Linked DNA regions of Zea mays: region 2 is linked to region 1. The links are chromatin contacts, called in public Hi-C maps. All regions are on one chromosome and are shown on one strand. The core of a region is the stretch at or near the end of the contact, and the rest is flanking DNA. Distances in the headings are between cores, read along the strand shown. Region 1 holds the start of LOC100272591 (putative disease resistance protein). Region 2 holds the start of LOC100501413 (Cyclin-D5-1).

Evidence for each region. Hi-C and Micro-C count contacts between places; a contact is called where the count stands out from the background.
Region 2: a Hi-C map of tassel shows a contact between it and region 1, with 5 times the contacts expected there. The contact joins the promoter of LOC100501413 here to the promoter of LOC100272591 in region 1. A contact is called at or near these places in 5 of 25 Hi-C or Micro-C datasets (ear, endosperm, leaf and 1 more).

The regions. Positions count from the first base shown.
Region 1 is chr3:114,685,774-114,689,145 of Zm-B73-REFERENCE-NAM-5.0, reverse strand. LOC100272591 (putative disease resistance protein) reads right to left here and starts at 1,566. Exons shown (of 4, transcript NM_001359661.1): 1 at 637-1,566. The coding sequence starts at 1,417.
Region 2 is chr3:114,823,761-114,827,132 of Zm-B73-REFERENCE-NAM-5.0, reverse strand. It overlaps LOC100501413 (Cyclin-D5-1), which reads left to right and starts at 1,702. Exons shown (of 5, transcript NM_001196135.1): 1 at 1,702-2,193; 2 at 2,275-2,361; 3 at 2,452-2,755; 4 at 2,881-3,017; 5 at 3,163-3,372. The coding sequence starts at 1,885.

The sequences.
Region 1 (3,372 bases), core at 317-2,816:
TTGTGGCAAGCAGAGACGACGGAGCTATGAACACAAGCTGCTGAATTTAGCTATCTTAACTACTGCTAAACCAACGTCACCGATCCCAATTCCTTGCACTAGCAGAAGACAATAAATTGGCATAGCTCCAGATCTTCTTTTTCCCCCCCGAAGAAGCAGGTTACTTGGATAGTTGGATCTGAATTGGGTTCATTCTTTGTGAAATAGATTTAGTTAGTCTCATGTGCCGTTCATTAAACAGGTATCTATCTTGATTTAAGATTAAGCAGCCACTAGGCAACCATGAACACGATAAAGTTACTCAAGTCCAAGCAGAATTTCAGAGTAGATGTTGTGGTACACTTATAGTTGTGAGAATTCAGAAGTAATCTAACCCCATCACAATAGTACAGTTGCCACTAGCTGGTCAAAGCGCCAAATTTGACCAAGCATGAGGTTTGGGGAAAAGCGAAAGCATCAACCTCGCTTCACCTAATTGCACGACACGCACGTAAACCAACCATCCAAGATGCCACGGCCACGCCCCCAATCTGGAGAATTTTCCACCCAATAATTCATGGAAAGCTACAATTTTTGCACGATTTGGAAAAGGACTGAAGGAAAAGATGGTTATGATCTGGTTCTTGTTCTCCTTACCTCGGACCTTATGATCCCTGAAGATCTCCATGGCGAGCGTGGTCTTGCCGCTGCCGCCCATGCCGGAGATACCGACCACCTCCCAGCCGCCGCCGCCGCCGCTCATAACCATCTCCTTCACCTTTTCCTTGGCCACCTTAACGCCGGCGCCAACCATCCCCTCGTTTTCGTGTCCCTCGGTGAGGTCCATGTCCATGGCCACCACCCCGGCTTTGGCGGGCACCGCCTGCACAGGAACCGGCATCGGCATCGGCATAGCCATGCCCTTGTGAGTTGGCACCTCCATCGGCATGGTCACGCCCTTGTGCGGCGCGACGGGGACGGAGAGGGCTGGGGGCGGCGGCTGCGCGGCGCTGGCGGCGATCTCGTCAACGCGGCGCTCGAGGCGGGCGATGCGCGCGTGGGACTCGTCGCGGAGACCGCGCACGTTGCCGATGACGTGCGCGGGGGCGTGGCGCTCCAGCCAGCGCGCGATGCCGCGGTCGGCCGCCTCCATCCGGCGCGACAGCTGCGCGGAGCGGTAGACGTTCCAGCGCGGGGACGTGGCGGCGCGGCGGGCCAGGTCGAGCGCCTCCCTGACCCGCGCCGCGAGCTCGCCGAGGTCCCCCGCGGAGCGCTGGGCGTGCGGGCCGAGGCCCTGCACGAGCGGCAACAGCGGCTCGACGCTCCGGCGCAGGCGCTCGGCAGTGGAGCGGCAGAACAGGGTGCCCTGGACGGCGTGCAGCAGCTCCCGCAGGGCCTCGCCAGCCAGCTGGTCGAGCAGCAGCCGGTCCAACTCCATGGTCGCCGCAGCCGCAGCTAGTAGCTCGGACCGAGCTCCTCGTCGCCTTCCTCTATCTCTATCGCTCCTGCTGCTTGCGCGTGCTCGGCGGAGTTGTTCAGCTGGGTGAGTGAGCGGTCGCCATCGGCGTGGTGGAGGCAGCCGTCGCGTGTGGTCTCGCGAGGCGGGGAGTGGAAAGGAGACTAGTTATAGGGAGGCGGGAGAGTGGGAGACGGGGGGTTGGGGGTCAACCGCCGCGGTGATGGGTCGCCGGTCAGTGGTGCTCAGATCTGAGGGGCTCTCGGTTCACTGACACCGGTGGCCTGGCCCAACCCGCCGTGTCCACACCGCTAGTGGTCACCGAGATGATCACCCCATTCATCACCAGAAAGAAATCTCAGTTAACCAGTAGACCTGAGGTAGCTTGGTTTACTTTACTTAACAAAGGGCCTATACATGTCAAACGGCATTTATTAAATTGCATAGTACACTTTGGCTGTCATTCCTCTCTCGTCTCTCACATGCATGTTGAGTTTGTCAGAGATGTCAGATGTGGATCCGATCCGAGTCTTGTTTGCTTAATGACTCGTGGAGAGTACATTTGACACTTGACAGCCAAATAGAAAGTCTTCGTAGGGCAGGATATACATATAGCCGCTAGTACAAGGTGATATCTGTAGGATTACATTGCTAGTGGCCACCTTGTTAGTTAGGTTCTATTTGGAAATCCCTAAAGTTAATAGTTAGTCAACTAATAAATTATTAGCTGGGTTGAGTCAGCTAATGAACTAATTGTTAGTTAAAAGGTAGCTAACAATTAGCTACGTTATTAACTGAAGGTGTTTAGAATCCAACAACTAATTTTTAGTAGCTAACTATTGGCTCTAGATGTTTCGAACATGGCCTTAACCACCAAATATGGCCTTAGCCACCCAACCTTGCATCTTGCTCACCATTAGGTTGACCATCCATAATGAAAATTGCTACTGACACCAGCACTTGTAAGATTAAATCATCATAGTTTGTATACTTCGTATTTAAAAGGCAATGACATTCAAGTTTTGTGTAAGTCTATATAAAAATACATGTATCTATATTACCAAATAAATATTATTAGATTATCACTAACAGATTTTTGAAGTACTATATTTGACATAAAAATGTTCCTAGCCCACCCACCCTTGGGCAATGCCCACCCCGTCATCACCAACTCCTACACACGATATGTTTCATGTTGCTGAGCCACTCATTCATTGGGCCTGCACCTACCTCTTCTTCTAACCCTAGCCGACGAAGTCGACACTCCACCACGCCAACGTCACCTCTCCCATCAACATAATGGCAAGGTCGACATCTAACGCCACGTGTAGTGCCCTTACCAGCACCTCTTCCGAATCGGATCTCATGTTGTCGTTCAACATTCTTTTGTACGCTTCCATCATCATGAAGCCCTAGGTGCCAATCACCCTTGAGTTGAAGTGCCCTAGCTTTACTCGCTAGTCGGCCTTCTTCCCATCTTGTGCAGCAAATTTGACCTTCATCCACATGTTGATGGCACAACGACGACACATCTCGAGGACTCAGCTTAGGTTGTCGCCGACTCTTGCGTCTGCTACTGGCTCCTCATCTCTATCGCATGCGACATTCTCTGCGTCATCCTAGAGCCACCAAACAACCCCTTGCTCTGGACTGCCATCAAGTACCTCTACTTGACAAACAAGACTCCCTATGCAATCTTCCTTAGTCACAAGGTGCACTCCATGACTCAGGGTGACCTCCCCATCGATGAGTACTGCTAGAAAAAGGCTACCACTGATGCACCCAGTGATGTCGACCACACCGTCCTTGACTCACAACTTGTCATCAACATACTACGCGGCTATAACCTAGGGTTCTTTAGCATCACCAACAACATTGCCGACATTGATCTGCTGCCTGACTTCTCCATGACTTTTTAGTAACTAGTTCTCAAGGAA
Region 2 (3,372 bases), core at 453-2,952, 140 kb before region 1:
GAACTGGTCGGTCGTGTTCGCCATTATTGGGGCGCCACGCAGTAGTCCTGGTACGGCCTCGGACTGTCCGGCATAGAAAGCCGGACGGTCCGCATAAGGGTCGGACGGTCCGGGTAGAAGCTCGGACGGTCCGGGTAGAAGCTCGGACGGTCCAACCGCGTCCAGGGTAGCCGATCTGCAAAGCAGGGACGGCGGCGGTCCTAGGGCAGCCCCGGACTGTCCGGCAGAGCAAGCCGGACGGTCCGCATATGGGCCGGACGGTCCGGGCAGAAGCTCGGATGGTCCGACTATGTTTAGGGGCGCCGATCTGCCAAGCAGGGACGGCGGTGGTGGTACTTGCCCTGGATATGAGTTCATCGGCATACCATATAATGGTTGGGGCTGTAAATCCCCATTTGTTGCCGATGTATTAGACATGGATATCCTATTACTAGTCTCATATGATGGAAAACTAGGAGCAACAGACTTCTCCAATGTACGTGTTAATTTTCTAATTGACTCTTCTAACCCTCCAATCTGTTGTTTCATTTGATTCTGCTGATGATCTACATACTGTTTAATAGATTGGATGTCGTCAGATGTACTTACATTGGGGACTTGAAGCGAAGATAGAAGAGATGCGACGTCGGTCTCTCCATGTTTGACAACTTTCTGGTGGCGATCCACTGTGTATTGTGATAAGAATTTCTCCTTCGCTTGACGCATGTAGTCATCGTATTGTTGTTGCTCATCGGCCGTCAGACTTTCAACAGCCGGCTTCAGGATATTGTCCGGGGAGATATCAGTGTGATCTTTAGAACCGGCCATTTGAGGGCCTGATTTTTAGTAGATCTAAACACCTTTCCCCAGCGGAGTCGCCAAAAGTATGTTGACACCTTTTTCGGGCGCCAAACACTCAACAAGAACCGGCGGCGGTGCTCTCTGCACAGGAGCGGACGGTCCGCGACCAGGGACCGGACGGTCCGCGACCTGGAACAGAGGCTGACGTTCCCTGCCTAACGGCCGGACGGTCCGTGCCCTAGGGCCGGACGGTCCGCGCGTGCGCAGGGGGCGGCGAAAGGTCGCCGACGGCGCCTGGATCTCGCTCCCGGGAGCTAGGGATCCCGTCGGGGAGGAGAGATCCTAGGAGTTGTCTAGGCTCGGCAGGCCGACCTAGACTCTTCTAATCGACGTAGAGTCGAAGAGAAGCGGAGGATTTGAGGATTGAGAAGCTAACCTAGAACTAGACTAGAACTATTCCTAATGCGTATGGGAAAAACGAGAAATAGACTTGATTTGTTCGATTGTTGGGGGGTTTAATCGGCCGTAGCCCTTCATCTATATAAAGGGGAGGTCTGGATCCGCTTCAAACTGATTTCCGAGTTAATCCCGAGGTTTTAGGTAACAAATCCCGCGAGAAACTAGAAACTATAACTGACTCTGCGCACGCGCGGACCGTCCGCGCTACCACCGCGGACTGTCTGGACCCGCGAGACACTTTTGGTCTCCAACAAAGCTAGTATAGATTAAAGCCAAACGAATACACTACGCTGCCACTAAATTAAAGCTGTTTGAACTGATGCCGTTGTAATCTATAAAAATAAAATATTGTAAAAATCTAAGCAAGTGGATTAAAGCAGCAGATAACATGAGCGGTTAAAATGCTGGAACCAGTTAAATAGGGGAGGACCGGAGGAGGCTTCGGTTGCCATCTCACTCTCGCCATCACGTCGGCCTCTTCCACGGCCGCCGCCGTCGTCGCCGCCGCCGCCACCTCGCCGCCGACCACCATACCATCAGATATTTCAGAGCTCGCGCCCCTCACGCATGGTTCTTGGCTTCTTGCTTCTTGCTCGACGTGCGCCGTAACTAATCGACTATAAGCGTGGTGACACGTCTGACGAGATGATGCCGGTGGCGGCGGTGGATGACTGGTCGGAGCGCGGTTTCTCGCTGACCTGCGAGGAAGACTGCGCCGACCTCGGCAACGGCGTCGTAGACGACGACGAGTTCCTCCCGCTCTACAATGCCGGCGAAGAGGAGGAAGAGGAGTATTTGGAGCAGCTGGTGTTTAAGGAGACCAGCCTCTGCTCCTCCTCCGACTCAGCCGCGGACTGCGACGGCGACGGCGAAGGAGACGAAGAATACCCCTCGCTCGCCTCTGAGGAGTGGTTTCGGCAAGCTCGCCTCGCCGCCGTCAAGTGGATTCTTGAAGTGAGTCACGATTAGCTTAGCTCTAGCTCCTTGACGGCATCAGGTTGGCGTGGCAACTGATTGCATCATTCGCTATTGCAGACCCGCGGGTGCTTCGGCTTCGGCCACCGGACGGCGTACCTCGCCATCGCCTACTTCGATAGCTTCCTCCTCCGGCGACGCGTCGATGTATTCTATCCGCGCCGCCTTTTTTTATAAAAAAAGCCTCTGCTTTTGGGGGCGCGCGAATCACGCCAGGCATTGCAATGGTAACTGCAGAGGGAGGCGATGCCGTGGGCGGCGCAGCTGCTGTCCGTGGCGTGCGTGTCCGTGGCCGCCAAGATGGAGGAGTGCCAGGTGCCGGCGCTGTCGGAGTTCCACGCCGGCGGCTACGATTTCGACTCGGCGTCCATCCGGCGGATGGAGCTGCTGGTGCTGTCCACGCTCGGATGGCGCATGGGCGCCGTCACGCCCTTGGACTTCCTCCCCTGCTTCTCCTCCCGGGTCCACCCGCACGGCGGCGCCGGCGCCGGCGGCCACGTCGCCCACAAGGCCATCGGTTTCATCTTTGCCACGGCTGAAGGTTCATACACATCAAAATCGAATCTTTTTTTTATTAATCTCTCTCTCTTGTCTGACACCTAGTGATCTGTCTTGCGTGCATTGCTCTGACTGTCTGGTCTGCTCGGTGTTGGACTATTCGTGCAGCTGGTAGCGTGCTTGATCACAGGCCGTCCACTGTGGCTGCAGCTGCAATCTTGGCTGCAACCTATGGACCTCTACTGACCAAAGAAGCACTCGATTCCAAGATGAGCTACCTTTCTCCATCTTGTCTTATTGAGAAGGTGAGTCACTTGCTTACATTTCCATCTTGTAGTACTTGTGTAGCATTTTGACCATATGAATGTTCAGTCCCGATGAACCTTGGATTAGGAAAACTTCACTATACCATTTTTTTATATAAATGAATGTGTCGGTTTCTTTGACCAGGAACATGTACATGCCTGCTACAGTATGATGGTTGGGGACAATAACAGGAGAGGTAGCAAGAGATCATTGCCATGTTCAGTCTCCAACGAGATTGCCACTAGTACATATCATTCTGTTCTTGTTGATGATGTTACGGACACCGCCGCCGCCTTTGCCACGGCGGTATCGGCCAGGAATAAGCGGATCAGGCTGGAGCTGACGGGCATCAGT